Regions from separate parts of the Triticum aestivum genome. Here region 2 is linked to region 1. A link is a contact called in public HiCAR-type data. All regions are on one chromosome and are shown on one strand. Each heading gives the region's core, a stretch centred on a gene start, on an enhancer-like site or on the middle of the called end of the contact. The rest is flanking DNA. Distances are from core to core; before and after follow the strand shown.

The links. HiCAR-type assays count read pairs that join an accessible place to other places.
Region 2: a HiCAR-type map of leaf shows a contact between it and region 1, with 6 times the contacts expected there. The contact joins the promoter of LOC123190999 here to the promoter of LOC123190998 in region 1. A contact is called at or near these places in 1 of 5 Hi-C or Micro-C datasets (leaf) and 1 of 1 datasets of contacts at active chromatin or transcription factors (leaf).

Annotation. Positions count from the first base shown.
Region 1 is chr2A:762,266,194-762,269,754 of IWGSC CS RefSeq v2.1, reverse strand. LOC123190998 (two-component response regulator ORR6) reads right to left here and starts at 1,538. Exons shown (of 2, transcript XM_044603742.1): 1 at 1,184-1,538; 2 at 390-1,067. The coding sequence starts at 1,427. The coding sequence ends at 781.
Region 2 is chr2A:762,426,251-762,429,811 of IWGSC CS RefSeq v2.1, reverse strand. LOC123190999 (uracil-DNA glycosylase, mitochondrial) reads left to right here and starts at 2,028. Exons shown (of 7, transcript XM_044603744.1): 1 at 2,028-2,431; 2 at 2,517-2,734. The coding sequence starts at 2,191.

The DNA of each region.
Region 1 (3,561 bases), core at 289-2,788:
TGCGGAAGCAGAATCTGGCACCAGGTAAGCAGATCTCCGGGGAGATCCTTCCACAGTGCCCCCATTCATTACCATATCTCCCTACCTCCATATATGCTCCGGCCTTTGGACTTTTCATTTTTTTATACGCCGCGTATAACAACAGCTCACCTAAGACAACCCACAAGCATTGTATATGTACATTTACGAGATACGCACGTACGATCAAGATTGTGCTTCTGCTAGTATATTAGCTCGTCGACATCATCATCAGCGGAGCTATTTAACAATCAATCATCCAAATTGTATCGCGTGGCAGACAAAGCATGATCAGGGGCAGGCAGATGCGTGAACTGCATGCGGCGACCATGTGCAGATTAAGTAAGGAGAAGCGATACAGACGATGATGGTTAATTGTTGCAAAAGATTAGCTCTGATTATGGAACTGTCAACATGTTGCTCTGATCCGATGCCATTTCGACATTTAGCCAAGATGGGAAACTTCTCTGAACAACATTCATTCAGAAGATTTCCTTTCTTTTGGCCGGATGAATACTCTGTTTTGATTTTTTTTTTCTTGGCATCTTTGAAGAAGCAGAGCACACAAGGGGACGAACTAACATCCTAATCTAGTCATCATCATCTACTAGGACCCCAAAAAGTTAAGCTGTTGTTTGAGGCGGCAGCAAGCGGCGGATCTATGTCCATGGAAAGAACACCGAAGAAAAAAGAATGAAAAATCCTACTTAAGAATTAATCCTCCTCCGTAGATGATCCACGGGTGCGGCGAGAGACGGTTCATCACCGGATGCGGTTGCAGAGGCGGGAGACGTCGGAGGGGCGGACGGGCTTGAGGAGGAAGTCCTCGGCGCCCTCCTCGAGGCAGCGGGTGATGCGGTTGGGCACGTTCTCCGACGACATGATCACCACGGGGATCTCCCGGAGCTCCGACGACTCCTTGACCCGCTTCAGCAGCTCGTACCCGGTCATGCCGGGCATCCAGTAGTCGGTGATGATCATGTTCACGTCCGTGATGAGCCCCAGGCCCAGCAGCTCCAGCGCCCGAGTCGCAGAGTCCACAGTAGTCACTGCAACATAGAACAAGGCAGATTAGAACATGTACGACGAGGATGGATCGAGTAGCCGTCCAATTTCTTGAAGAATTGCCGGAGCGCGGCTTGATTGGATTGATTCGATTTCTCACCTCTGTATTTTGAGCTGCGGAGGATCTTGGCGATGACAGCGCGGTCGACGACGCTGTCGTCGACGGCGAGCACGTGCAGCTCCGCCTGGACCTGGACCTGGACGACGACCTCGTCGGCGTCGGTCATCACCGGCACCACCTTGCGGTCGCCGGCGGCGGTGGGCTTCGGCGAGGGCGCCACCTTGGCGGCCATGGCGGCCGGCAGGGTCATGGCCGGAGCCTGGGTGGGAGCAGCCGCGGCCATCAGTCGATCAAACTCTCTCGCCGAAGAAGCAGTAGTAATATGGAACGGCGAAGAGCTCTTCTTCTTGGCTTGAATAGATTGGTGCGTTTGGGTGTTGGTTGGGTTGGCCGCGACGCGCGGCGGTATATATACAGGGGCGGGGGGGAAGCGGAAAATAAATGCGGGGGAAATCCTGCGAGATCTCGAAAGGGATCCTAGGCTCGCGGATCGAGTAAAACCCAGCCCCCGGTGGGGCCCGGCCCGATCCGGGCGCGGATCCGCGGGCCCCGCGGCCCAGCCCGGGAGATCCCCGCCGGGATTTTCCTGCCGAGCCCCTCGCTTTCGCTGCGTCACCCCCTCCATCGCTCACGCACACCGTATGCTGTCTGCGTATCTTCTCTCTTCCCTTTTTCTTTTCTCTCCTTCCGTTGGGGTGTGGGCAAGTGGGGGAGATGAGATTTGCATGCATGGGGCACGCACAAACTGCATCACTTTTTTTTTAGTTTTTCTTCCTGCTATACTATATCCGGCTAGCAACTGAGGATTTGATTTGGTCTTTCCGGGCGGCAGCAGGTGATCCGTACCGGGTGGGCTCGGGGATTTGCTTCAAAATTGTGGATCTTTTTGGGTGAGCGGCGGCACGATACGTCTTGATTTCAGAGATTCACCCGTGATTCGTGAGATCATCGGCTTCGTTTGGTTTCCTTCCGTGCGTGGAAGGGTCACTTGCCCCTTCGATACGAGGAGCCCCTCCCTCCTCCTCCTGCATCACAGCTGTTGCCGATCCATCTCACACGCGATCTCTCCCTTCCTTCATTCCACTCCCAGCCCAGCCCACGTACGTAACGCACCACCAACGTCGTGCCGTGCGTGCGTGCGTGCATGGCAGGATCTCCGGATTTCATTCGCGATCGCTCGGGCGGGACGGGCCATTTACGCCGGCCGGCCGCCACCGACCGGTCGCTCGTCACGCCGTATCGCGTCGCGTGATCTCCCTTCCACCACTGGGCGGAACGGATTACGGAAGGGGACCAACAACGGCAGGCGAGCGACCCGGCCGTACGCCCGTCCACGCGTCCGCAGTCCCATGATACGTTGCAGATCTCCGGTGCGGGGATCGACGACGATATCGACCGGACGGACGTCGGTGGCGTGGGGAGCACTGGTACGGGCTCGTAGGCAGCGGCGGTGGATGGTAGAGGGGTTCAGAGCGAGTGAATGTCCATGGCAGAGCACGTACCGCCAGATTTGGATTCTGGATGCTGCTGTACTGGAAAAGGTGATCGCAGAATCGGTTGCGGCAGGCCGTGCGTCCGCCCAATGAATGAATGCTCGTGACCTAGTACGTACCGGATACAGGAACCTTTCTCGCTACGCAAACCGTGATTGCAGAGGCCAGCTAGCTGCATCCTGCGTTCGTGGCTGCAGATCTTTCTGTTTTCCGCAAGAGAAAACGTAGGCACGATTTTGGCGACGGTCTGATCAACCGGTGGACTGTTTTTCTGGTGCGTATTGGTTTTGTGATGAGATCGTATTCACTTCACCGTTTCAACGAAACCGACTTTTCTATCTTTGTCATAGGAGCAATAACCGAGAGCTTTGGCTGTTGCTTTTACAATATCTTTGGTAGTACTTTCTCCGTCTCACATTAACTGCCGCTCAAAGGATGTAGTATCTAATCTCTGTCTCATATTAATTATCGCTCAAACCATATGTAAGTTGAGTAAAATTTGGCAAGCGGTGGAGTACTTCTTTCATACATTGGGGGCGTTATTAAATGGTTTCAACAAAAACTACTTTTTACCCCATAGGAAAAACTAACACTACTTTTCTATTTTTGACATCGCGCAAAAGCCAAGAGCTTTGGTTATTTCTTTATTTTTTTTTGCGAGATTAATAGTAGTTTATTCCATCATGTTAGAGCTACAAATCTCCGGCAAGATTTCCTCAATACATGGGGGGACCTTTAATGTGCCACATAGTCATGGCTGGATTAGAGCGACTGTACCTTATCAGACAATCCGCAACAATAACTTTAGTACTAGTTGAATACCCATGTGTTGCCACGGGATGACATGTAAAATCTAGAACATAACTTATTGATTCAATGTGTCTCACTTGGACGGACATGTTGGAAACTATGATACAAAAATTG
Region 2 (3,561 bases), core at 779-3,278, 160 kb before region 1:
GCAGCTATTCTGGTTTCAGAGGGGTATAGTTGTAGACGACATTAAGGTGTGAGGATTTGCTTGATTTCATTAGCAGAAAAAAACAAATGAATTGTCTTTGAATTGTAGGCAGTAGAGCAGTCGATGAATTATCTTTGAATTTTAAGCTATATATGACACTTGGTTAAGCTTGCACATCTTTATCCTATGGATCTCACAAGGGAAGATTTGATATATATCTCTTATCAAATTACACACTTCGTTACTGATGTGGTTAGAGATGAGAGGTTTAGAAAGGTCAAGAACATATACCACCTTTTTATTACTATGCTATGGTTGTTAAGATAAACAATAGTACTTATAGCCTTGTTTATAAGCTTATGAAAATGGTTCTAGTCCTACTAGTAGCAGGTGAAGGATGATAGTGTGTCATATCTCGCTCTCAAGATGACAGAGCGCATGGTCATGTTGTAGTTTTTTTCTCTATTTTGCAATTTTCGTAATCTTCTGAGATATAGTTGCTACTGTGAATTTTGTATTTTGTATTTGCATTTCCGTGAACAAATTGGCTTCTCTATTAAGGTGCGATTTTTTTAACACCCAATGTTGAATTTCTGGATTTGCCGCTGTTGGAGGGCGGCTGGTCTACTTCAAGGAGGGCTCGATTCTTTCTTTAGTGCCTTTAACAGGTGGATGATGTGGCTCTGATTTAACAACAATTGTAACCCTAAGGTTGTAACTATGGTGGAGACCTGGAGGGTCTCTTCACGTTTTTCTTCTTTAGTATATGATATGCACATTCGTGCATATTTGAGAAAAAGTTTTGATAAGTTTGTTCTGATATTTATGTCACCGGTATTTTTGTGTAACTACGTGGGAAACAATCGCTGCAATTATCGCTCAATTGTAGCACCGATCTTAGTCGAAATTGAAGAGGTAGCTTCATCTTTTAACTCTTTTGTAGTTCAGTATTTATCTAGATCAGTGACGCCGTACCAGCCCATTTTTGTGTCAAGCGTGCTTGCACATCGAAAGTCAGCTAGAACGAGAACCTTCATTCCTGATCACCAGTCTCATCACGGACTGCCCTAGAAATGCTTTTGTTGGATAAAGCTCTCAACGCATGACCTGCCATTTTGTTTTTCTTCTTTTTGAGGGAGCGGTCCGGAGCTCTGTGGGCTGGGCAAGAGCTCCACGAAAATGTGGTCGCTCAAAGCGGAGTCCATCGTTTCTACTCCCTCCGTTCCTAAATATTTGTCTTTATGGATATTTCAACAAGTGACCACATACGGAGCAAAATGAGTGAATCTACACTCTAAAATATGTCTACATACATCCGTATGTGTAGTTAATTTGAAATGCCTAGAAAGACAAATATTTAGGAACGGAGGGAGTATTTGACAAAGACAGTGGCAAAAGCGGCATTTCCTATTTGGCACCACAGGCGCCAGTTAACGTGCATTTTGCTAACTGGCGCCTGTGGCGTCCGTAAATGGGCCGGCCCATCTAGGCGCCGGTTGATGATTTTTTTTTGAAAATTCTGTGAACCTTTTTGAGACTGATGAACTTTTTTTAATATTGATGAACTCTTTCGAAATTTAATGAACATTTGTCTTGAAAATGGACGAATTTTTTTTGATTTATCAACTTTTTTTCAGTTCCCTGAACTTTTTCTAAAAATACATGAACTTTTTTCAATTTCTATGAACTTTTGCTAAATTGGATGATTTTTTTTCAATTTTAATGGACTTTTTCCAAATTGATGAACTTTTTTAAAATTTATGAACCTTTCTTAAAGATATGAACATATTTTTTCAAATGGATGTACTTTTTTTCTTTAAATCTGTAAACCTTTCTTAATTTCATATTTTTAGTTTTGTAAAAAAACTTAAAAAAAACTTAGGGCAGCACGCTAGTGGGCCGGCCCATGCTAGCAGCGCTGTATAGGAGCTCCCGGCAAAAGCCTCTTGGGCATCCATTCTTGTCGAAACCATCCGGCGTTATTTCCAGGCCCAACCGAGCCCACCAATAACCCCGGTGCCCTGCCCACGACGGCGGCGAGCACCGCACCGCGGCGCCCAAAAAATCCCGCCGTCGCGCGCCCATTTCCTCCCCATTCCCGCCTCGCCACGCGCGCCCATTTCCTCCCCTCCTACCGACCACGGCCTGCAGAAACCCCAATCGGAGCTCGTCCCCCGGAATCCCCACCCCATGGCGCCGTCGCCGCCCACCGCCCCCAAGACCATCGCCGACTTCTTCGTCCGCCCCGCTAAGCGCCTCCGTTCCAGCGCAGCCAAACCCTCCGTCGTCGCCCCCGCCGCCTCCCTCTCCCCATCCTCCCCTTCCTCCCCCTCCGACCCCACCGCGCTCTCGCCGGAGCAGCGCCGCAGGGCCGACACCAACCTCGCGCTCGCCCGCGCGCGCCGCAACCTCCGCCTCGCCGAGTCCAAAGGTACCCCCTTTCTCCACGCCCCCCGCTCTCCGGACCCTAGCTAGCCAGGATTCTAACTGAACTGTCGGGGTTTCGCATCTAGCAGCCGGCGGCGGCGCGAAGCTGGAGGAGCTGCTGGTGGAGGAGACGTGGCTGGAGGCGCTGTCCGGTGAGCTGCGCAAGCCCTACGCGCTCGACCTCTGCCGCTTCGTCGCCCACGAGCGCCTGAACGCCAAGGTGCCCGTCTACCCGCCGCCCCACCTTGTCTTCCACGCGCTCCACACCACCCCCTTCCACAACGTCAAAGCCGTCATCATCGGCCAGGTACCCAAATACCAAGTCACTCAAGTCCACGAATCCTGCACTTGTTGTTCACCTGCTGCTTCATTCTGAAGAACTGTGGGACAGTTTCACTAATTTAACTTCATTCTGAGGATCATGTAGCGCTTATTCACATAAAGATTTTGCCATTGGGTCTGACTTTGGCCTAGAATTTCTTTTTGTTACAATGCTGCTTGGTGTATCGAGTGATGCCATCAAATTGAAAAATGGATAGAAAAAATTGGCAATGCCGTATGCAGAAATGGAAATTGTTGCTTCTGTTCTGCATATTCATATTATGCTGATTGAAGTCTACGAATCCTGTACTTGTTCACCTGCTGCTTCACTGTCAAGAAATATGCGACAGTTCCACTAATATAACTTCATTGTGAGGATCATATAGTTCACATAAAAATTTAGGCATTTGGTCTGACTTTGGCCTAGAGTTTCTTGTTGTTACAGTGCTGCCTGCTGTGTGGTGTAATCCCAGTAAATCGAAACATGGATGGATTAATTTGGCAATGCCGTATGCAGGATTGGAAATTGTTGCTCTGTTCTGCATATTCATATTATGCTAGATTAGAATAACTGTTTCGATGCCATTTTGATTTTGTGATCACATTGTTGTGCCTGGTACATTTGCCACATCGGTTTGTCACCAGAAAATATGCCTGTCGTATATATATATCATGTCACCTTTTCATTCAGCTGTTAGTTGGTGATCCTATCTTTGCTTGCTGAACTTACCATATGGTCTTCATTTGTCTTTGAGTCTACTCTACATCTGTATCGTGCACTAAGTTTCTTATTTTAGCGTTTTAAGTGTACTT